Regions from separate parts of the Pan troglodytes genome. Here region 2 is linked to region 1. A link is a contact called in public HiChIP or PLAC-seq data. All regions are on one chromosome and are shown on one strand. The core of a region is the stretch at or near the end of the contact, and the rest is flanking DNA. Distances in the headings are between cores, read along the strand shown. Region 1 holds the start of RFX4 (regulatory factor X4). Region 2 holds the start of RIC8B (RIC8 guanine nucleotide exchange factor B).

Evidence for each region. HiChIP or PLAC-seq counts read pairs in DNA pulled down with a chosen protein or histone mark.
Region 2: an H3K4me3 HiChIP or PLAC-seq map of stem cell-derived excitatory neurons shows a contact between it and region 1, with 3 times the contacts expected there. The contact joins the promoter of RIC8B here to the promoter of RFX4 in region 1. A contact is called at or near these places in 2 of 7 Hi-C or Micro-C datasets (induced pluripotent stem cells and stem cell-derived neural progenitor cells) and 1 of 1 datasets of contacts at active chromatin or transcription factors (stem cell-derived excitatory neurons).

The regions. Positions count from the first base shown.
Region 1 is chr10:113,388,612-113,395,871 of NHGRI_mPanTro3-v2.0_pri, reverse strand. RFX4 (regulatory factor X4) reads right to left here and starts at 4,094. Exons shown (of 18, transcript XM_001161826.7): 1 at 3,735-4,094. The coding sequence starts at 3,777.
Region 2 is chr10:113,580,388-113,587,647 of NHGRI_mPanTro3-v2.0_pri, reverse strand. It overlaps RIC8B (RIC8 guanine nucleotide exchange factor B), which reads right to left and starts at 4,813. Exons shown (of 13, transcript XR_673594.5): 1 at 4,201-4,813.

The DNA.
Region 1 (7,260 bases), core at 2,845-5,344:
AGAACCCTGGTACCATGCGGCTCTCACTTGACCCCGCTGCCAAATCCAGACGCCGGCGCTTAGCAGATGGCAGAGATGGGGGCGCACATGCCCCGTTCGCCCGCGCGCGCGCACACACACACGCCCGGGGAGGGCGAGACTGTCTGGTTTGGGCGCTGGAGCAAGGCTCGGACCTCCGGCTCCTTGCTCTCCCAAGCCCGCAGACAGTGGCTCCTTCCCCAGGGCTGTGCCTGGGCAAGAATGGAGGAGGCTCGGGCCCTGTTCCCTCCAGGACCCACTTTGCCTTGTGGGCACGGCGCCAAGGCCACTGGACATCCCTACCCCGGGCCCACAAAGGCATATAATTAATTTGGTGGTAGAATTTTAGACAGAATTTGTGCTGAGCTGGGGGCCTGTAAACTAGCGTGCCCTCCTACCGATGCGGCCCGGGGAACTCAAATCCGGCTCCAGGAAGTACTTTGGCCGCCTCAGCTCTGGGTTCTGGAGATGGGAGCGGAAAGTGGATGGAGGCAGAAGTTTCCAGCTCCAGCTTGGCAGTGGCCCTCTCTAACGCGCCATCCCGTTTTAAAAGAAATGATCCTTCTGTTGCGTAGGCGACCGACCCGGCCCGGCCCACTTTGCACAAGTTCTCGGTGGCCTAAAATTCTACCCACTTTCCCCCATCGTTCTCGAATTTCCGGATAACTTGAGTAACTGAGCAACGATCACCCGGGCAGAGCAGCCCTGATTGGACCCGGCGGACACAAACACGCAGCTGCCGGTGGCCCGCGTGGGGAGGGCAGGCCACGCGGGGCTCAGCACCCACTCTTGCGCGGCGTGGGGCTGTAGCGCGGGCCGAGCGGGACGCGCGCCTGCGCTTACTGCAAACCGCGCACCAGCCAGAAGGTGCGTCGACTGCCCCTACGCGCGCCTGTCGCCTTTGCCTCCTGCCGGAGCACCGCGGCGCGCGGCAAGCTGGGGCTTTGCCTCCGAGAGGGGCTTTGCTTTGTCGGGCTCGGCAGCGAGAGCGCCTAGGGCCCAGGAGGCGCGCGCCGGCTGCCCAGCTTCCCCCGATCGGGCCATTGTCTTAGCTCCACACTTGTTGAGTATTTTGGGGAAACCCGAGGAATATATTACTGGCTCGGTGTGCGGAACAAAGGGGCGCGTTTCCGCAGGTCACGCTGAAGTGGCCCCAAAGCAGGCCACTAGAGCCCTGGCCCCTGCAAAACTGTTCTCCCGGGCCCGAGGCACTTCGCGGGGATTTTCCTTTTAAGAGTAAGGGACGGCGGCCCCGCTCGCCGGCCTCTCTTATCCTGGACGTTTCCTACTTCGCCCCAGCACTTGCTGTGAGTCGGTTGTTCCAGTCCCTTCGGAATGAAATAATAACAGCAATATTCCTGGTTCTGATCGCGCGCGATCTTATACAAAAGGAGCAGAATCGAACTGCTCCGTGGAGCGCGCGTCTCTGCAAGCCGAGGAGAAAAGACCTTTACATAACAAGGGAAACTCAGAAGAAAGGCTAATTGGATTAAATTCTCTGGAAGGGAGGTGAGGGAAGGCTTCTGGACTGGACCACGCCGAGCCGCACTTCCCTTGTCGTCGGTTTTGCAAGTCCGAGTGAAATGTCACCTGGTGCGTCTCGTGTCATTTCTTCACACTGTCGTGTACCAAAACTTTTGATTTTGCGTTCAGGGTGGTGACCTAGGGATGTCTCGGATATACAAAAGGGGGAGAAGTGGATGGGGAAAGGATTTCTATTTCAGAACCTCTCTGGAGTGTTTGCAGTTGAGGTGAAGAGGACCCGGCGCCCCCACGACCACCAGTTGCATCGAGAACAGAAAACACCACGAATCCACAGCCCCACAGTCCTCCCCAGAAGTACCGAGGGGCCTGGCCCTGTGGAGGAGGCAGCTAAAAGCCCCCCAGCAGGGCCACTGCAGGTTTGGGATATAGGGAGACCCTATGTCCCTGCGTGGGCCGCTCGAAAATACTTGGCCACAAACTCTGCAGACATGCGTTTAATTTTGTTAAGGATATTCATTTTTAATGTTAGGGTTCTCAGGAGGTGGTGAGGGCGCAGCGCTTGAGATGAAAAAATGGTGGAAAAGGCGCTTTTCTCTCTCTGGGCTCCCGCTTTACCGCCAGCAGAGACCTCAGCGGGGCCTGCCGTGTCCGGAGAGGCACGCAGGGCAGGCGACGCTTCTCCTCGCCTTCGTTTGTCATCGAGTATAGGAAGGAGAACTTCGGGGCTTAGCCTTTCCCCACTCCCTGGGGGCTCACACCCACTCAGGGGAGTGCAATCAGGCAGGGCCTTGACTCTAGGAATCAGAGATCGACAACTACCCTAAAACACCGAATATCCCCCCTGGCAAGAGCATCCCGGTGTCCGGGCCACCAGGGCTGCAGCGGAAACCTGGAGAGGCCTTAAATATTTCTGCAGGGACCGAGGAAAGACCTTCTGGGGCAATGCCCCGATGACCCCAGCCCCCACCCCGCTTCCATATCCAGCCTGCCTAGGGGTGGAGTTGGGGAGACATTCGTGCGGCATTTGTTTATTTGCTCAAGGAAAGGACGTGGAGGCTTAGGGGACGGCCGGGGCTGGAAGGCACTTGTTGCTCCGCGCTGCAATGCCCAGCAGCGTATGCTTGCAGGCATTCTCTCAAACCTCGCCACGGCCCAGGCTGAGTCCACTGCCCTATTTCTGCCTCTCCCCGAACTCATCACCCTAAGAAATCCTGAGGCTGCAGCGGGGCCAAAATGAAAATAGCCGGGTTGCAAGAATGAGCCTAGGGGAGGGGGTGAACTGTAAGAGAACTTCCACCTGCAAGGGACTTAGGGAGCGTTAACAGATCTAGAAGTGTGACGGCTCTTCAAAGGTGCTAGGAGTGGGAGGTGGCGAAAACTACTGGAGGAAGAACCGAGATACCAGGCGTTTTCGTTGTGAAAGATTCCTTGGCCTCCTTTTTTCGTTGTTAAGGACCGCCGCGCCCCCAAAACCTGACGCCCAGCAGCTCTTGAACTGCAGAGCAGTTTGCAGACCCCAACGCCGAGTTTAGCGGGCCACTCTGCGTCCTGCCCTCCCTCCAGCAAGGTCACAGCTCCCTAGTGGAGCCCGGCGTTGGGTGCCCCTTCCTGGCAGAAAAGCTAAAAGCCCGCCCCCACAGCCCAGGACTCCCACCTCCCGTTTCTGCGGATTCCCCCGGACCACCGGGTTCGCCGCCGCCACTCCCTCCAGCTGCGCGTCTCTACCAGCCGGAGCCTCGGTCCCCACCTCCCAGGCGCAGTGCGAAGCCGTCACCCTCCCCCGCCTCGGGGCGTTCCGCTCGGCTTCCCGGCCCTGGCCGCCAGACCCCGAGCGCACCGCTATTCCGAGGCTCCCATACCCTAGGAGGACCTGGGTCCGGGAGGGGGCGGTCGGCTGGCAAAGTTTCTGCAAGTGGCACCTCGAGCTCGCCGCGAGCCAGCGCATCTTTACGGAACTTTGTGTCCAGGGCAAGCGAAAGCGCGCTCCTTCGCGCGCGAGCACGCACACACACTCACACACGTACACAATCACACGCTTATACACAGACTTCCACGCATCCAGTTACACACATCGCCTCGAATTGAAAACTTCTGCAAGCTCTGCGTTATTCTTTGGGGTTCCACTGTCAAGTTGACCCGTCTGAACTTTCCCCAACTTCTTTCTAAAGTTCCCCCTCTCCCTTCTCCTTCCCTCCCAATGTATCCCCCCACCCCCCGCCAGTAGGACTAACCTGTGGAATCCATGTCGGGTTCCTCCAGTAACCCACAATGCATGCTCTTCCCATGGACAGCACAGGCGCCCCCCAAAAGTCCTGATGTTTGGGGATCCCCTGTGCTAGAGATGCCCAGGGAGGAAGGGAGGGAGGGAGGGAGAAGGGGAGAGAGAGAGACGCAGAAAGTGAGGGGGCACAAGGATAAAGGAGGAAAGGAAAAGAAAAGAAAAAGAAGAGGAAAGAAAAGAGAAAGAAGAAAAGAGGAGAGAGAGGGAGAGACGGGAGCGAGCTCGGAGAAGGGGGAGAGAGAAAAAGCGAGCGAGCGAGGGGACACTCAGTAATCCAGCCGGGCAAAGCCAAACCCGTCAAAATGTTTGCGGATGTTTCATGGGAAAAAGCATCATTTTATAGGAGCCCCGATGGGAGCAATGTCATTGATAGGCCAGCCGGCCTGATGAATGGCCGTTCGTCAGATGGGGCCGTGGCGAGGCGCACTGTGAAGCCCATTGTGGGCCTGTTTTGAATAAGAAAAGCCGCCTCCGAAAAGGGGGGCTCAGAGCGACGCAATCCCAGCCCTCCGACTTCCCCCTTCTATTATAGCATTAGCAACGTTTTTCTTATTTAAAGTTCCAGAGGCCTTCTCCAGCCTTCGCCCGGCACTCATTATAGGCGAAATCAAAATTGGCTTAGATGTGGCCCCCTCCCCCTCCCGGCCCTTCCCCGCCATCGGGCCCCGCGCCGCGCTGGCAGGCCGGGAGGGGGGTGCGGGGCGCGGGGGAGCCGCGGGGAACTCCTGGAGCCTGGGGAGTCGCCTGCGCTACCACGAGTGGGGCCCCACTCCCTTCCTTCTCTTGCGCCCCCACCCACCCCCCATTTTGGTCCTGGGTTAGATTTCGGGTGGTGGCCCTGGGAATGCGGGAGGGGGTATGTCTTGACCCCTTACACGCGGATCCGCAGACACGCGTGGGGGAGTGAAGCGAGCTTGAAGGGGAAAGGGTGGGGAAGGGGAACTGAATCCCTAAGACCCCATGCCCCAATCTGAGCGCAACAAGGCCGCTAGGCGGGGAGGAGGTGAGTGGCTGGTTCGCCTCCTCCAGAACTTTCTGTCTTCCTCTGGGCCTGGGTCCTTCATCCTGTTTCTCTCCTTCCATCTCGCTGTCTCTCTCCGCCTGTCTCCCGGTGTCTGTTTCTAGCTCTCTGTCCCTCTCGTCCTCTGTGTCTCTGTCTCTGTCCCTCTATTTCTCCTTCCTTGGCTGCTAGTGTCTCTGTCCAGACCCTGCCTCCACTTCTCTTTGTCTCCCCCTAGGACTCTGCCCCTCTCTGTCTCTATCCCCCTCGGTCTCTCTGTACTGTCCCCCCTCCCCCGCCTCTTCCCGTAACTCTGTCAGTCTGTCTGTCTCTGTTCCTCCGCCCTCCCCCTGCCCTCCCCACCCCACCGCCGTCCCCCAGTCGGCCTCGAAGTTTGTGAGAAGCCCTGGCATCCAAGTGGGGACGCGGTTTTCCCAGGGACCCCCTCCTCGGCGGAGTTGAAAGTGCAGAAAGAGGGGGGCGAGGGCCGGGGGGTGCTGGAAGTGGAAGTGAGGGGGAGCAAGCTGCGTCTCCTGCGGGCCCCGATAAAGTGGCCGTTCGCGGGTCGGCCGCGCTGTGATTAGAATATGAATGGGGCCCGGCGGGCGGAAGAGAAAGGCGGATTACCCCGGGTGCTTTGACCATGGACAGAGGCAGAGCCGGCCGGCCGCGGCGGGGGCGGGGAAGCGCGGAGTCCCTAACGCCGTGCGGGAGTGGGGGTCTCTAACCCCGGGCCCCTGGCTGCGCGCGGCTTTCCGCGATCCTTCGGAAAGACGCCCCCCGCCCCTCGGTCCGCCCCCTCCCCACAATCAGAGCTGAGTGGGACAATGTACGGAGGCTGGGGAGCCCGAGGGGCCAGCACGTGCCGAGTTAAGGTCACGGGGCGGGAGGAAGGGGGCGGCGCGCGGTACCGGCTGGACAGAGCCCGGGATGGACTGACGGTAGCGCGGGGTTCGAATCCCAGCTCTGTAAATTCCTTCATCGTTCTGGGCCTCAGCTTCCTCGTCTGTGAAATGTAGCAAAGTTGCCCCCTCTCAAGCTTTGGGGGAAGATAACTGAGGCAGTGGTTATAAAAGGAGCCGGGCATTTGCTGTTCCCTCTACTTGGCACTCTGCCGGCTCCTCCTTCCTCACAGGTGCCTAACCGGCCGACACCTTTGCGTCACCCTGGTCTCACCTGAGCGTCGCCTCCTCGGGGGTGCTGTGCCTGACCACTCTCTGCGAAGGTCCCTTCCTGCCCCGGCCGCTGCCGGGCTCATTACCCGGTTTATTTCTGGAGGACTTTGTTCACCACCCCATGCCCAGTGCCTAGAAGGGCGCCAGGCACATTCTTTCCCGCTGCGATGCTGGTGATGGGAAAGAGGTCGATGGAAACCTTTGGCAGCCGAATGCCATGGTGGCGGTCACCGCGCGTCCTCGTGGTGCGCCTGGCAGCAATGACAGCGGAATTCGAAGTCAGATCTGACTGTTCGCGTTCGCCTTTGTAGCCTTAGCTTCTCTGCCACTGGAATAGGCTGAAGAGTAAAAGCCTTCTTCAGACGGCGGGAGGGTCTGACAGCGCGTAGATGGAGCCTGGCCAGAGGCGTTCCGGTGGCAGCAAGGAGCGCGTCCCCAGGGTGGGCGGCTGCCACCGCCCGGAGAGTCCTTGAGGGATGCCACGGGGGCACGGGTGGTCTCCAGGGCGTTTGAGACTATTATTGTTGCTATTATTATTATAATTTTTGCACGCAGAGTGGAGGTGGGTAGGGTGAGGTGAGCCGGGCTCACAGGCCAGGAGTGAGGCGGAAGAACCCGGAGCCAACCCAGCACAGCTCAGAGCCGGGCCAGGTGCGGCTGGTCCCGGCCCAGCGCTGCTTCACCTGGGATGGCACGAGTTCTCGGGCATGACCATGCTGCAGCGCCTGGGAGCTTAAAGAAATGAAAATAATAATCGCTCATTTGTTCCTTGGCAAATTTTTACTGTGCATCTACTATGTGTCCAGAACTATTCTAGGAAGCGGAGGCTACATCAGTGAACAAAATAGACCAAAAAAAAAAAAAAAAAAAAACTTGCTCTCCTGAAGCTTACATGGGAGTGAGGGGAAACAGATAATATATACAACATAGAATTAAGAGGTGGAGACGAAGTCAAGGGAGGGCCTCTCTGAGAAGCTGACATTTGAGCTTAAAAGTAATGGTATCCAGGGGCTAGTCACAAGGGTGTCATTTGTGACAATTCACTGACTGTGACACTTGTGATTTTGCGCATTTTTTGGAATGTATTTCATACTTCAATAAAATGTTTGCTTAGATTTAATGCTGTCAACATCATAAATAGTAATAGCTACCATTTACTATTAATGTATTCATTATGTGTTTCCACGGGTTCAGGCGTCTTCCACGCATTAGTTCATTTCATCCTCACAACACAACTAATACATATTATTGTCGTCTCCACTTTTAGGAGAACTACTGGGGTTCTGTGTGGCTCTCTTGCC
Region 2 (7,260 bases), core at 3,564-6,063, 190 kb before region 1:
GCTGAAGCAGGAGAATCATTCGAACCCAGGAGGCAGAGGTTATGATAAGCCGAGATCGCGCCATTGCACTCCAGCCTGGGCAACAAGAGCAAAACTCCATCTCAAAAAAATGGAGGGTGTGCCCAGATTATATGCAAATACTACGGTGTTTTCTATCAGGGACTAAAGCATTAGAAGATTTTGGTATCCACAGATTCTGGTATCCACAGGAGATCCTGGAAGCAATCCCCTTTGGATATTGAGGAATAACCGTAGTATACCACTCCTGAAAAAGAAACTTTTTCTGTGCTCAAAAACACAGAAGAGACAGGGTAAAGGCAACATAGCCCTGCAAAAAGATCCCTGGATATGGAATCTGAAGACCAGGTCTGCCATTTCTTAGCTATGTGACCTTGAGCCTGTATATAGAATACTTCCATCTCCCTCATAAGTTTTAATATAAGAGGATTAATATAAGAGGAATTAATATAAGATGACATACGAAATGTGAAAATGCTTGGGATAATACATAGTACATAGCAGGCACTCAATAAATGTTAACAGGTGAATTGAGAGGAGAGAAAAACAACTGCTCCTCCCATTAAACAAACAAACAAACAAAAAAACTTGCCTATGCTGAGACCTATGCTGTGTCATGCCCTTGACAAACAGACAAGTTTCATTCTTTCTGGGATAGATACATATTTCCTCTCTCCAAGATAACAAAGGTCAGTGAATGAAGCAAGAAGGCTTGGAAATGAGAATCTATATAACACAGTAGAAATTAGATGTTTCCCAGAGCCCGACAGGTATCTCTAAAAGCGGTACAAGGTACAATTTTGCTACCCATTAGAAAAAGAAGGGGAAGAATGGAGCATATTCCCAAATTTTAATATCGTGCTATCCCAACTCATGCCACGTTTAATTTTTTTGTTCAAAGCTAACAGTTATGGGGTGCCTCCTCAGTGGCAGGCACTGTTCTGTGTGCTTTACACATGTAACTCATTTAATCCTGACAACAAACCTATGATATAGTTACTATTATTATCTCCATTTGGCAGATGAGGAAACTAAGCCACAGCAAAGTTAAGTAACTCGTTTAGGGTCACACAAGCCATTAAGTTGAGGATCATAGCCAGGCTGGCTACAGAACCTGTGCTCCGGCCACACCTCTTAGGTACCCTGGTCATTATAACTGTAACTTACTGAGTGCTTCCTAGGTGCATTGTGCCCAGTGTTGGCATTATATTTCATTTAATGTAATCCTCACAATAATTTAAGAGAATGGTGATATTATCCCTATTTTACAGGTAAGGCAACTGAGACTCACAGGCTTAATATAATTTATCCATAGTCATAAAGCTAATAAATGGCAGAGTTGGGATTTGAACCAAGTTTATCTGATGTCAAATCCCACCACCTTTCTACTACCCTTGACTGCCTCCTTTCAAGGACTAGCTTTATTAGAGGTATAAGGTAGCATAAAGAACCTCTCCACTACTCTCCCAAATAACGAACCGGTCTCTCTCTCTCTACAGCATTCATGTCTCTCTGTTGGACTCCTCAATGCCCTATAATCACCTCATAATCCAAACATTTCTCAAATCCACTTTTCCAGATAAGGAAACTGAAGTATATGGTACCCAACTATTTTTTTCAGGGTTCCAAATTCCATATACCATAGAGCTGGGCAATTTAATTCCACCTCCCCATTCTTACTGCCTGAACCACTATGATCATACATTCACTTCCTATTCATCTGCTCTCAAAATCTCTCCCTTTGAGGGGCAAAACCTCACTGCAATATGATGTTCAGCCATTTTCTTTGTATTATAATCAGCCCTACTATACTGGCCCTACTACAGTCAGTATTAAATATGAGAGCTTTCTCGCCAGGCACAGTACCTTACACCTATAATCGCAGTACTTTGGGAGGCCAAGGTGAGAGGACTGCTTGAGCCCAGCAGTTTGAGAGCAGCCTGGGCAACACAGTGAGACCCCATCTCTACAAAAAATGAATTTAAAAAGTTAGCCCAGTGCTGTTGCACGCACCTGTAGTCTCAGCTACTTGGGAGGGTCGGCGGGGGGAGGAGATGGAGGCTGCAGTGAGCCGTGATTGCACCAGTGCACTCCAGCCTGGGTGACAGATACAGACCCTGTCTCCAAAAAAGAAGAAGGGAGCGCTTTCTTCTGAAAGAGCTAACTGACCCAGTTCACATCTAGTCAGAGCACTCTCAGGCTTGATCCCAAAATTACAAGTGTTTGGGAATCTTTTGAAACACTTCAGATACCACCTTAAGCAAGACACACCATGCAAAACAACCTTAAAAACATTCCCAATACAAAAGGGGAGCTGGAGATGTTCAGGATTTAAGCTCTGACAGCACCTGGCCAGGAGTGGTAAGTAGATACCAATCTGGAGGGAGACCAATGAGAAGAGATAAATTGGAGGAAGCAAATCTGGAGTCTAATTAGTTTAGCCATAAAGGGAAGGAGAAATATTAAAGAACGTGATTATATCCAGTTGAAGGTTTTTCCTCCTTCCTCCCCTACAGAAACAAATTCCTATTTATTGCTGGGTATCTGGCATATAGTAAGTGCTAAATAAACATTAGTTGATTCAACAAATGGCCAAGTTCTCTTTGCATTTCTTGCTTCTGAAAATCAGTTTGAAGCTGCCTTATATCTTTTCTGGAAAGCAGTAATAAATCGGGTTAAATCATAATCTCCACAATATGTACAACTATGCATTGAATGAGTTATTCCTAAATTAGGCAGACATGTTCAACAATAAAGCGTATCAGAAAGTGAAGGAGCTAAGATATGAATAGATAGAACCTATGAATCTTCCCAAGGAAAGCAACACAGTACGGCAGAAAGAGCGCTGGACTTGGAGTTGGACAACCTAAATTCAAATCTCAGCTCTATCTCTCAGTGGCTGTGTGGACTTGGGACCACATTATCATTCTAAATTTTATCATTTGTGAATTGGGGAATACCATCACTCTCCTCCCAGGGTTGTTGGGAAGATTAAACGGGAATTCAGCCACCAGTATGCCATTTCTGCCCCGGGTGGAAAAGATTCAAAAATAAGACACAAATTGTCAGTAATACAAAGTGGATGGATGCAGTGGTGGACACAAAGCAAACACTGAAGGGGAGACGATGTACGGGGGCAAAAGAAAGAAAAACATTAACAGCTAGGTTGTGACTTGGTGTTGGGTGTGTTTTCACAGAAGGGAGTCGCCAGTCATTCCTATAAAGCAGTCTTCTAAACCAACGGATAAAGGTGTGGTAGGCTATCTTTTGAAGTGAGCATGTAAAATTCCTGGAAGGAAAAGTAATGAAGAGCTAACGGTTCTTGGAAAGAGGTTCTGAGAAGTGACTGGGATTTATAACAAGATACTCTTTTACGCAGAGTTGTAAAGTGGAAATAACTAAACTGGAATACCAGCTCCAAGTATGACCTTGGGCAAGTTACTTAACCAATCTAGAGTCTCAATTGCAAAATGCAGATAATACCTCACAGGATTGCTGTAAGATTAAATGAGATAATGGATAGGAAAGCTGTTAATGCGATACAAATAACAGGTATCATTAGGAGTTACATTCTCCACCCACTTACAACATTATATGTCCATGACCTTGGGCGTGATTTCAGCTCTTTGCACCTCGGTTTCCTCATCTATAAAATGGGGAGGATGATACCATCTACCCTATAAACACTCTGAGGATCAAAGGAGACCATAGATGAGACATCAATGCCTTGAAAACCGTACAGTGCTAAAGGTATAGAAACTGCCATCGTTGCTGATACATCTGATGCATGTCACGGGCCGTGTTTATGCAGGGAAGCACGTATTTTTATGCTATACAGGTGAGGAAGCCTCTCATGCATTTATGCATCCAGGAGTGGGGCACGGGGCACAGATGCACATCTACGGATTCCGGGGGTGTGACTTGCACGCTTGAGAGGAGGACCGGAGGTCAAGCTGCTGGGCCAGGAATCAGAGGAGTGGGCGCTACAGTGGGGGTAGTGGGATGCAGGATGCATGGATGGAAAAGGCTGGGGGCACAAACACGCATGCCCAAGCCGGAAACGTTTTCGGGGGAGAGCAATGCGCATCCCCGGAATGAGGGGGGTGGGGAAGGATGCGATGTGCAAGCACGGAGGGCGGCCCGGGGGTGCGATACCGCACGCCCGGGGCCAGGACTCTTTACCTTGTCGCTGTAATCCCTCAGGACCCGCTCGATAGCCCCTGCTTCGCCGGCCCGGACGATGTAGAGGGCGCGCTCCTCATCCATGGCCGCAGGTGCGGGGGAGCCGCGGCCGCTCTGCGCGCCCAAGCCGCTGCCTCCAGGTAAACGCCTCGCGCCCCCGCTCGCTCCTTCCCAGCTTCCTTCCTTCCCTCTTTCCCTCCCTCCGTCCTGCCTCCAACCCGCCAGCCTCCGCCCGGGCCGGCCCGACGTCACCGCCCCTCAACTTTCACCCCGCGACGTCACCGCTCCCCCAGCAACCGGCGCCTCACGGCCGCCCCCGACAAGGCCCAGGACTCGGTCGAGGCCTGGCTAGCGGACCGAGGCGGAGTCAGGCCCAAGGCCCTGCTTGCTCTCCTGCCTCTCCCTCCCTCGGAGAACTGTCCAGTCTTTTAAGGGGGCTTTCACAGACTGAACCGTTCTTCTTTCCTGACCCTCCTCTATGAATCATTCTCAAAGGACTAGAGCAACCCGGCTCTTCCCCGCCCATCTATGAACCAGCCGCTAAATGGACTGCAATTCCCTGCATGCAATGGGGCTATCCCGTTCTTCCATCTAATTTACTGGCGTGCCGAATGGCATGCTGGGATTAGTAGTCATCCAGCCGGAAAGACTTCCCGCCAAGGGCATACTGGGAACTGTGGTACCGCGAGGGCCGGAAACGGGAGTCTGGCGGCCGCCTGAGGCCGGCGGCGGGGAGACCGTTAGAGGGAGGGTCTAAGCGTCTGCTTCGGTTTTGTTCCTTATGTCGCTGACTGTCCTGCTCCAGTCTCGGCTGGCTGGGCTGGCTGGACTGGCCGACGGTCGCGGAAACTGCCATCCCTTGGTGGGAACTGTCAAGCACGGTTTAATTCCCTTTTCTCATTTAGCGGTTTCGGTCTCGGGAATTCCTTCCACCCTTATTTGCGTTCTTGTTATGTACTCAGCTACAGTAATGTGGGAAATAATCGAAGGCAGTTATCTGGATAAAAGAGGACTCGGCGATTTTCTGCCTTAATACTAATCTCTAGCATGCATCTCGTGCCCCCGGGGCTCCAGACTCTCTTAGGTAATTTCCCTATATCCTCTAATTATCCCAACACAAATTTTTGTGGAAATAAAAAGGAACCCGAATAGTTTCAGTAATTTATCCTAAGTCACACGGCCAGAGAATGGGAAAGTCGAGGTTTGAAACCAGGCCTTTCCCCCCGAAGCGGCCGCTCTGCGACCTCCGGGAACTGTAATAATACCGATACAGTAGCGGTGGTGGTGATGACAAAGGTTCCCATTGCCCCGGTGGTAATTACGTGTCAGGCACTCTGTTAATACTTCACCTGTGTTAGCTCAATCAATTTCATACACATTCATTCAACAAATATTTGAGAGCCTGTGCTGTGCCCAGGTGCTGTTAAATGCAGTGTGGATACAGTGGGCCCAAAGTAAAGTCCCTGCCTTCATGGAGCTTCCATTCTAGTGAGCACCCATATGAGTTATTCTCATTTTAAGATGAGGAAACTGAGTCTTGGAGAGGTTAGTTGGTTAATTTATCAAAATTGCAGATTTTTGGAAACTGAATTTGAACTCAGAGCCTGTGCTCTTTCTGCTCTCCCAAGCTTTTTTTTTGATGGAAAGTGGATGAATTCTCCAAGTAATTTCAAGTTTTCCATTCCAAGCAGCCTTTACCCATAATCATCCTTGATGTCTCCCCTACCAGTCTCTCCCTCTTGAGCTGTGCTGAAGAGGAACTAGAGGGGGCAAAAGTTTATTTATCTAATGATTGAATTTCTTCTATGCTGTGGTAGATATTCTGCTAGATACTGGGAATTCGGAAATAAGAACGAACATGGGACCTGAGTTTATGGAGCTTTTGGTCTTTCTGTATATTATACTTTCCATGCAGCAAACATTTATTGAGCATATTTGAGTCAGGCATTGGGGTAGGTGCTCTGTAATAAATTAAGTCAGAAAGATTTTAATCCATCTCTCCAAAAAGCACATTTTAGTAAGGTCATGGAATAGTTAGCTAATTTTCTAAGCTAATAGTAACATCTTGCGATTGTTTTTAACAGTTTACAGAACTTTTTAATACTTCTAATCTCAATGGATCATTGGGGAAGGTATTGTTCCCACTTTATAGATAAGAAAACAGGGTCAGATGAGTTAAGTAGCAAGAACTGGGACAAAAACTGAGAGCTGTTAACAAAGTATTTGTGTGCCTGCTCTGTGTCCAGTACAGAATTAAGTGCTTTGGGGGTATCCATATATTTATTTTTGGAGCAAGGGTCTCCCAGAGACGATATTAAACGAGCACAAAGTATCTTATTTCCGTAGAGATGTTTCTCTTTAGAATTCTTTTAGAAGGTCTCTGACATTTCAGACACATGTCTTTGAAGTGTCTGTTTGCCAGAAATAGGCTATGTTTTTAGTCTCCAACTCTGTACTTCTAAAAAGAGATTTTAAAAATGTAAAACCAGATGAATTAATGACTTGGGAAGTTGTACTTTAGTAATTTTAATTAAATGTTCGTATTCTGATTTTATAACTCAAAGGGATCTTTGACTCTAATTCAAGTCATCTTTTGACCACTGACGAGACTCTGGTTCCAGAAAAATTAAGTGGCTTGTCCAAGGTCAATAGCAGACTCTGGGAATGGAGCCTAGACTAGCTGAGTCCTAGGTCACTACATCACTTTACCTCCTTGAATATTAGTTACGGGATACTTTCAGGGACTAGAGACTCTAGTCCTGTTCTGACTTCACTTCCTGGTGATGCTTGAGTGGCATGATAGCAAGGAATTAATATTTAGAGCCTTGGTAATCAAAGCAACAAATATTTTTTCACAAGTCGTTGCTCATAGAAACAGTAATATAGTAATCCTAGATATATCTATGGATAGAGATTTTAAATTCTTAAAATATCTCCACGTAGATTATTTGATTTAATCCTTACTATAGCTGAAATTGCAAGGTCAATAAGAGGCACTATTTTCTTTTTTACAGAGAAAAGGGAAGTTCAGAGTATTGATTAGCTGGCTCATAAGCAAGG